Regions from separate parts of the Zea mays genome. Here region 1 is linked to region 2. A link is a contact called in public Hi-C data. All regions are on one chromosome and are shown on one strand. The core of a region is the stretch at or near the end of the contact, and the rest is flanking DNA. Distances in the headings are between cores, read along the strand shown. Region 1 holds the start of LOC100285306 (chaperone protein dnaJ 20). Region 2 holds the start of LOC100193556 (40S ribosomal protein S5-like).

Region 1 (3,004 bases), core at 453-2,952, 250 kb after region 2:
ACCGACCGAAAAGTTTTTCTCAGGTGCGTATGAGTGAGAACAAAGTGTGCACAAAAGACTTGTGTTGTCTGTGGGGACAATATATGATCTTAGAGAGCTGCCAGGAGTAAGTACCGCCGATCCAAGGATTGGACGGGGTGTTACAAGTGGTATCAAAGTCGACCCTCGTGATTTCACGGGCATGTGTGGGTTAGGGGTTCGGGTATATGGCGCATGACGCATGTGGGCCCGAATTGGTCACATGGCATAGCATATGACGATACTAGGCACACAGACGTGGCTAAGAGGGGAGGTTCCTGGATTGGGATTGACCGACGAGGATGTCGGTCTTCTAAGGAGGGTGGATTGTGATATCTTGGCCCCGTGGGATGGTGATATCCTAGCCTAAGGCTTAATAGAATTAATAGAGTATCCATACCAACAAGGCGAATCTTCTTTTTCGGAAGCCTATCTCGAAAGAACCTCCAAGTTAAGCGTGCTTGGCTTGGAGCAATTTTGGATGGGTGACCGACCGAGAAGTTTTTCTCGAGTGCGTATGAGTGAGGACAAAGTGTGCACAAAAGACCCGTGTTGGTCTGTGGGGGACAATATATGATCCTAAAGAGCTGCTAGGAGTAAGTATCGTCGGTCCAGGAATTGGACGGGGTGTTAGAACTAATGTCTCCACACTCCTCCCAACTAGAGCTGGACATTTGGGTTACTCGAAATATTCGGGTCGGGTAATTCAGATAAATAAAATTTCAGGCATTAAAAACCGCTACCCGATTTGTGTCCGAAAAATATTACCTGATAATTTGTGTTCACATTTTATTCGATATATCTAAAATTGACAAAACCAACCATTTTAAAAAGAATTCTAATAGCATTTAAAGCAATAAACAAATGTTATTCAAATTGCATCATGTCTTTATATTAATTAACAACAAACCAATTATTAAGTTAGCATAAATCTTTATTGATTTATTTGAAATAATAGATTTATATTGCATGGAACCACTTCATGACTTTGTATTTTAGGTAATTCAGGTAGTTCGGGTACCGGGTAACATTACCAAAACTATATAAACTAAATTCAGGTTTTTACAATTGCTATCTAAAATTGTGATTGGATATTTCAGGTTCGAGTATTTCAGATCCGGATTCAGATAATTCGGGTTCAAGCTTTAGGTATCGAGTATTTTGCCACCTCTACTCCTAATGTTGCCACACTCTTGTTGGCACACATATTGGTGCACATGAAGAGAAATCCTAGCGTGTGTGTTTAGTTTATATAGACTAATTTTTAGTCTCTCTATTTTATTATATTTTAGTTTTAAATTGCTGCGAAAACTAAACTCTATTTTAGTTTATGTATTTATAATCTTGAGACTAAAATAGAGGAATTAAAAATTAGTCACTATAAATCAAACAACCCAACGTGTATCATACGGAAAAGCACAATTTTCACGCGACAAGGTTTGAGTGGACAATATCCTATCTTTCACCCGGTCTAAGTACGATGTTGAGCGCAAATTGCACACGCTAGGATCACAAAATATCATATCTTTTACACGGTCGCCGCTAAATATCATATCTTTTTACACTGTCACCGCTGATGTGGTGGTACATTACGACGTCTGTTTCGTACTGAAAGTGGGCCCTATTACACACTTAGATATTTTTGATATATAAATTTGTTGGCGGTTGGCGCTTAAGCGCTCGGAAAGCTAATTGCACACCCAACCGAGAAACCAAGCCAGCGAGCGCAAGCAATAAACAACACATGCCCCACCTCGCCGCCGCCGCGGCAGTCCCCGCGGCGCGTCCCACGGAAGCGGGCCGCGTCGCGTTCCGGCGCCATTGGAGCACGCCACTGCCGGAGCCTCCGCGCCTGCGCCTGCGCCTGCGCACGCGCGCGCGGGGCGTCCGGCGTGAGGACGGTGGCGGCGTGCGCACGGAGGAGCAGGAGCAGAGTCAGACTCAGACGGCACCGCGGACGTTCTACGAACTGCTCGGGATCTCGTCGCGGGGGAGCCCCGATGATGTCCGGGCGGCCTACAGGAGGATGGCTCTGATGTACCACCCGGACGTGTCCCCGCCGGGCGCCGCGGCCGAGAACACCCGCCGCTTCATCGAGGTGCAGGAGGCCTACGAGACGCTCTCCGACCCAAGCCGCCGCGCCAGCTACGACCGTGCGCTCGCCCGCGGCGTCTGCCGCATCGGCTTCTCCGGGCGCCGTTCCCAGTCCCACCGCGCCTACTGCCACCACCAGGTGTGGATCACTGATCTCCTCACCTGTTGCTTAGTAGGTAGTAGGTACTTGGTGTTTTTTTCATGGCGTTGGCACTTAGTTGGTTGCATTGCGTGCTAATCCGATTGGTAGAGATGTACCTTACCTGAGACTGAGAGGACTCAGCACTTCTTCAGAGCTGTACCATCTAGCTCCTTTTAGTGCTTAATCCTTCATTTGGAAAGAAATCTAGTTGTTTCAGCTATAGTCCTTGATAGGTTCGTTCAAACATATGCATCATGAGTGAACGGCAGCCTTTACAAACATTCATTACCTCACAAATCTGCATATCCATGTGGACCCACAGGAGCAGGAAGACAAATCTTGCTGGAGAAGGTCTTGGGAAGACCAGGTCGCAGAGCTGCAGAGGAGGAGCATGGCAGAGGATTCGGAAGAGAACCTGTCGTGGGGCGCTCGTATGCGGAGAAGAAGGGCGGAGGCATCATCAGCAGCAGAGTAGCTATTCCGTGACAGTAACCGTTCCAATGCAGTTATTTTATACTCGTACCGTACGTAACATCTGAACCGAAACGCAATGAGATCCTCTGCAGTAACCACGTATGAGTCACTGACATGTGGGGCCGATCTAAATTTGGACCCCACATGTCGGTGATGGGAAGTCCTCCAATGTAAATAGTAGAAACATCAATAACGAAGAAGCAAGCTAAGCTGTTCTTCCAGTATTCAGAATGTTTCCTGTATTTGTTCAGTTGTTTTCCTTTCAGAAGCGGCGAT
Region 2 (3,064 bases), core at 227-2,726:
GCTAAGGATGTATTTTTGTCTATTGTTTTCTGTGACATCGATCTCGTTTGCACGAGTAAAACTAAAACATGAGAAAATTCCGATAAAAAATAGGAATCTAGAAATACGAACGGAAAACACTAAACCATTTTTATTCCTGTTTCTAAAATATATCATCTCGTTTCTGTTTTTCTCTGTAAATATGAAAACGATCAGATCATAGTTAAAACGGAATACAGTACCGGACGAAACAATATTTCTCTCTCGTTTCCCCCTTATAGCATCTCCAAAAGCTCCCCAGAAGTCTCCCCTAAATCTATTTTTTTGGAAAAACACAAAAACATGTCTCCAACAGTTCCTCTAAAGCGCCCCCAACTTTTTCATAGCCCTTAAAACTCCCTCATTTGTAGCTACAAATGAGGGGTTTTTTGGGCTCCCCAGAAACAAACTGCTGCTTTAAGATGTTTGGTTGAGGAGCCAAGTAGAATGGAGTCGTTTCATCCCTGATTCTAGGAACGGAGCCGTTCTGTTCTGTGTTTGGTAATCTGGAACGGAGCGGCTCTGTTTTTTGTTTGGTTGCAGAGTGAACGGAACGGAGCGTGACTGTGAGAGCGGGATGAGAACGGAGCGGCTCCGTTCGGTTGATTTTTTGGAGCGGAATGGTTCCGGATTTGAGGAGAATATTCCATAATTGGAGTCATTCCGTTCTAGTTCCTTTATAACCAAACAGCAACAAAACTGGGATAGAATGGTTCCGTTCTACTTGGCTCTTCAACCAAACACTAACTAAGGGACCTGTTGGAGAAATGATTAAAATTTACCCTCACTTATTATTTAGATATTCCTTAAAACTAATTTTGAGAAGTCGTTTTATGGAGAGCTCTTGGAGATGCTCTTAGTTCGTAGATCTGATTGTGTGTATGTATGTAAGCATATGCGTCTGTACTACGATCCACGGTAAAAAAGTCACAAACATATAATAATAGCGTCATTCAATAAATTGATAACGTAAAGTATAAATGAACTTTTAACTCTGTTTGAGTAAACAACTCGTGCAGAGACTGCAATGAAATCTATTATTTTTTCTAAAATAATTATACAAGTTGAGGAAATGCTATTTGTTCCACTAAGCGACGATGTATTTTGTTTTTTAAAAAAATCGACGAGGTACTGCTCGGTTATTATTTTCACATGCACCGCGCGTTGTTTTTGGGCCGGCCCATTTGTATTGCGAATTTGCGGAGACGAATATGACCGAATGGAGTTTAGAAAGCCCAGCTCACTTAGGATTGTCTATTTTCTCAAGAAAAGAGAGAATGGGCCCAAAGGCCTAAACACCAAAACCCGATCCGCTTATGGGATGTCATGGACATGGAGTCTGGGACCGTCCGGCAGATGAGACGACAGCCGTCGGATCAGAAACCCTAGCCCGGGAGGCTCTCCCTATTAATACCCACCCTGCACCCCGCGGGAGGAGTCTTTCCTAGGGTTTCGTCGCTTCCAGCCGCCGCCGCGTCCGCCTCGCCAAGCGCAGCAGCCGCCGCAGCACATCGCTCTCTCGATCTCAGCCATGGCGGAGGTGGAGCAGCAACAGGACACGCCGAAGCTCTTCAACCGCTGGACCTTCGATGATGTCCAGGTACGCGAACGAGTCTTCGCATCTCTGCATGCTTCGATTCTTTAGCCTTGCCGCTACTAGCAGTGGATGGAACCGACGATGAAATCTGCAGGTGAACGACATCTCGCTGAACGACTACCTCGCTGTGAACGCGACGAAGCACGCGATGTACCTGCCGCACACCGCGGGACGTTACTCCAAGAAGCGGTTCCGCAAGGCGCAGTGCCCGATCGTCGAGCGCCTCACAAACTCGCTCATGATGCACGGGCGCAACAACGGCAAGAAGGTCATGGCTGTCCGCATCATCAAGCATACCCTGGAGATCATCCACCTGCTCACCGATGCCAACCCCATCCAGGTCGTCGTCGACGCGATCATCAACAGGTACAGTCTTAATCTCGGCTAATAACCGTTAAACCTACTCGTTACTATATGTTGATTCCATTCAGTATGCTGGATCCCCCCCTGAACCGTGTGTGTATTTCTGTGTAATTGAACTTATTCCTATGAAATTCATCTATAATTTCTGTGTTCCAAAGGGTATTTTTCTTTGATAGCCTTATATATTAGTTCCATTCCGGTTGCTGCTACTCTTTTATATCTGATAGCATGGTCCTGTATAAATGCCTAGTTGCTGAAATTCAAATTGAATGCTATGACAAAGTTTCCCATCATATCAGAGTGTGCTGTTGTGCATCCTGGTATGTCTTTAAGCTGTGACATGCTAGTTTAACCACTAGTTTAACCATATGGCGATGCACTGCACTGTTTCAAGTTCCATATAAAATGTGGATATGTAGTCTGGTGTATTATCTCAGAGTGCTTTTGTGCCCATCTGTTTTCATGGCTCATGTTAGTTCCCTTCAATTGTCATTCTTTATGCCAAGAATGCTCTTTGTAGCCATTTACATATTTGAGCTGCCAAATTATCATGCACCATGCACCACAAAAGTCATGTGCTTTTGATATGGGAAACTATAGCTCAATATATAGCTTACATGTTGGGTCGTGAGATGTGAAACTGTTGTGATGTGCTGCTATTGTCTTGCAGTGGACCCCGTGAGGATGCCACCCGTATTGGTTCCGCTGGTGTTGTGAGGAGGCAGGCCGTGGATATCTCACCCCTGAGGAGGGTGAACCAGGCCATCTACCTCCTCACCACTGGTGCCAGGGAGAGTGCTTTCCGGAACATCAAAACCATTGCCGAGTGCCTTGCAGATGAGCTGATCAACGCTGCCAAGGGCTCATCCAACAGGTACATATGTTGCCTGTTTGCTTCTTGTCTATCTGTGATTCCGCACGATGTGAAATTGTTCTCATTCGTGCCAATTCTTGTTACAGTTACGCCATCAAGAAGAAGGACGAGATTGAGCGTGTTGCCAAGGCCAACCGTTGAACTGAGCTTGTATCCTGGTGCACTCTGCGCTGGAAACTTTTATGTCGCTGGCAGTCGTATCGGTTCTTGTT

Evidence for each region. Hi-C and Micro-C count contacts between places; a contact is called where the count stands out from the background.
Region 1: a Hi-C map of tassel shows a contact between it and region 2, with 2.4 times the contacts expected there. The contact joins the promoter of LOC100285306 here to the promoter of LOC100193556 in region 2. A contact is called at or near these places in 3 of 25 Hi-C or Micro-C datasets (ear, leaf and tassel).

The regions. Positions count from the first base shown.
Region 1 is chr8:7,249,419-7,252,422 of Zm-B73-REFERENCE-NAM-5.0, forward strand. LOC100285306 (chaperone protein dnaJ 20) reads left to right here and starts at 1,703. Exons shown (of 2, transcript NM_001158199.2): 1 at 1,703-2,251; 2 at 2,577-2,954. The coding sequence starts at 1,763. The coding sequence ends at 2,729.
Region 2 is chr8:7,003,973-7,007,036 of Zm-B73-REFERENCE-NAM-5.0, forward strand. It overlaps LOC100193556 (40S ribosomal protein S5-like), which reads left to right and starts at 1,477. Exons shown (of 4, transcript NM_001367033.1): 1 at 1,477-1,618; 2 at 1,710-1,981; 3 at 2,649-2,852; 4 at 2,939-3,064. The coding sequence starts at 1,550. The coding sequence ends at 2,993.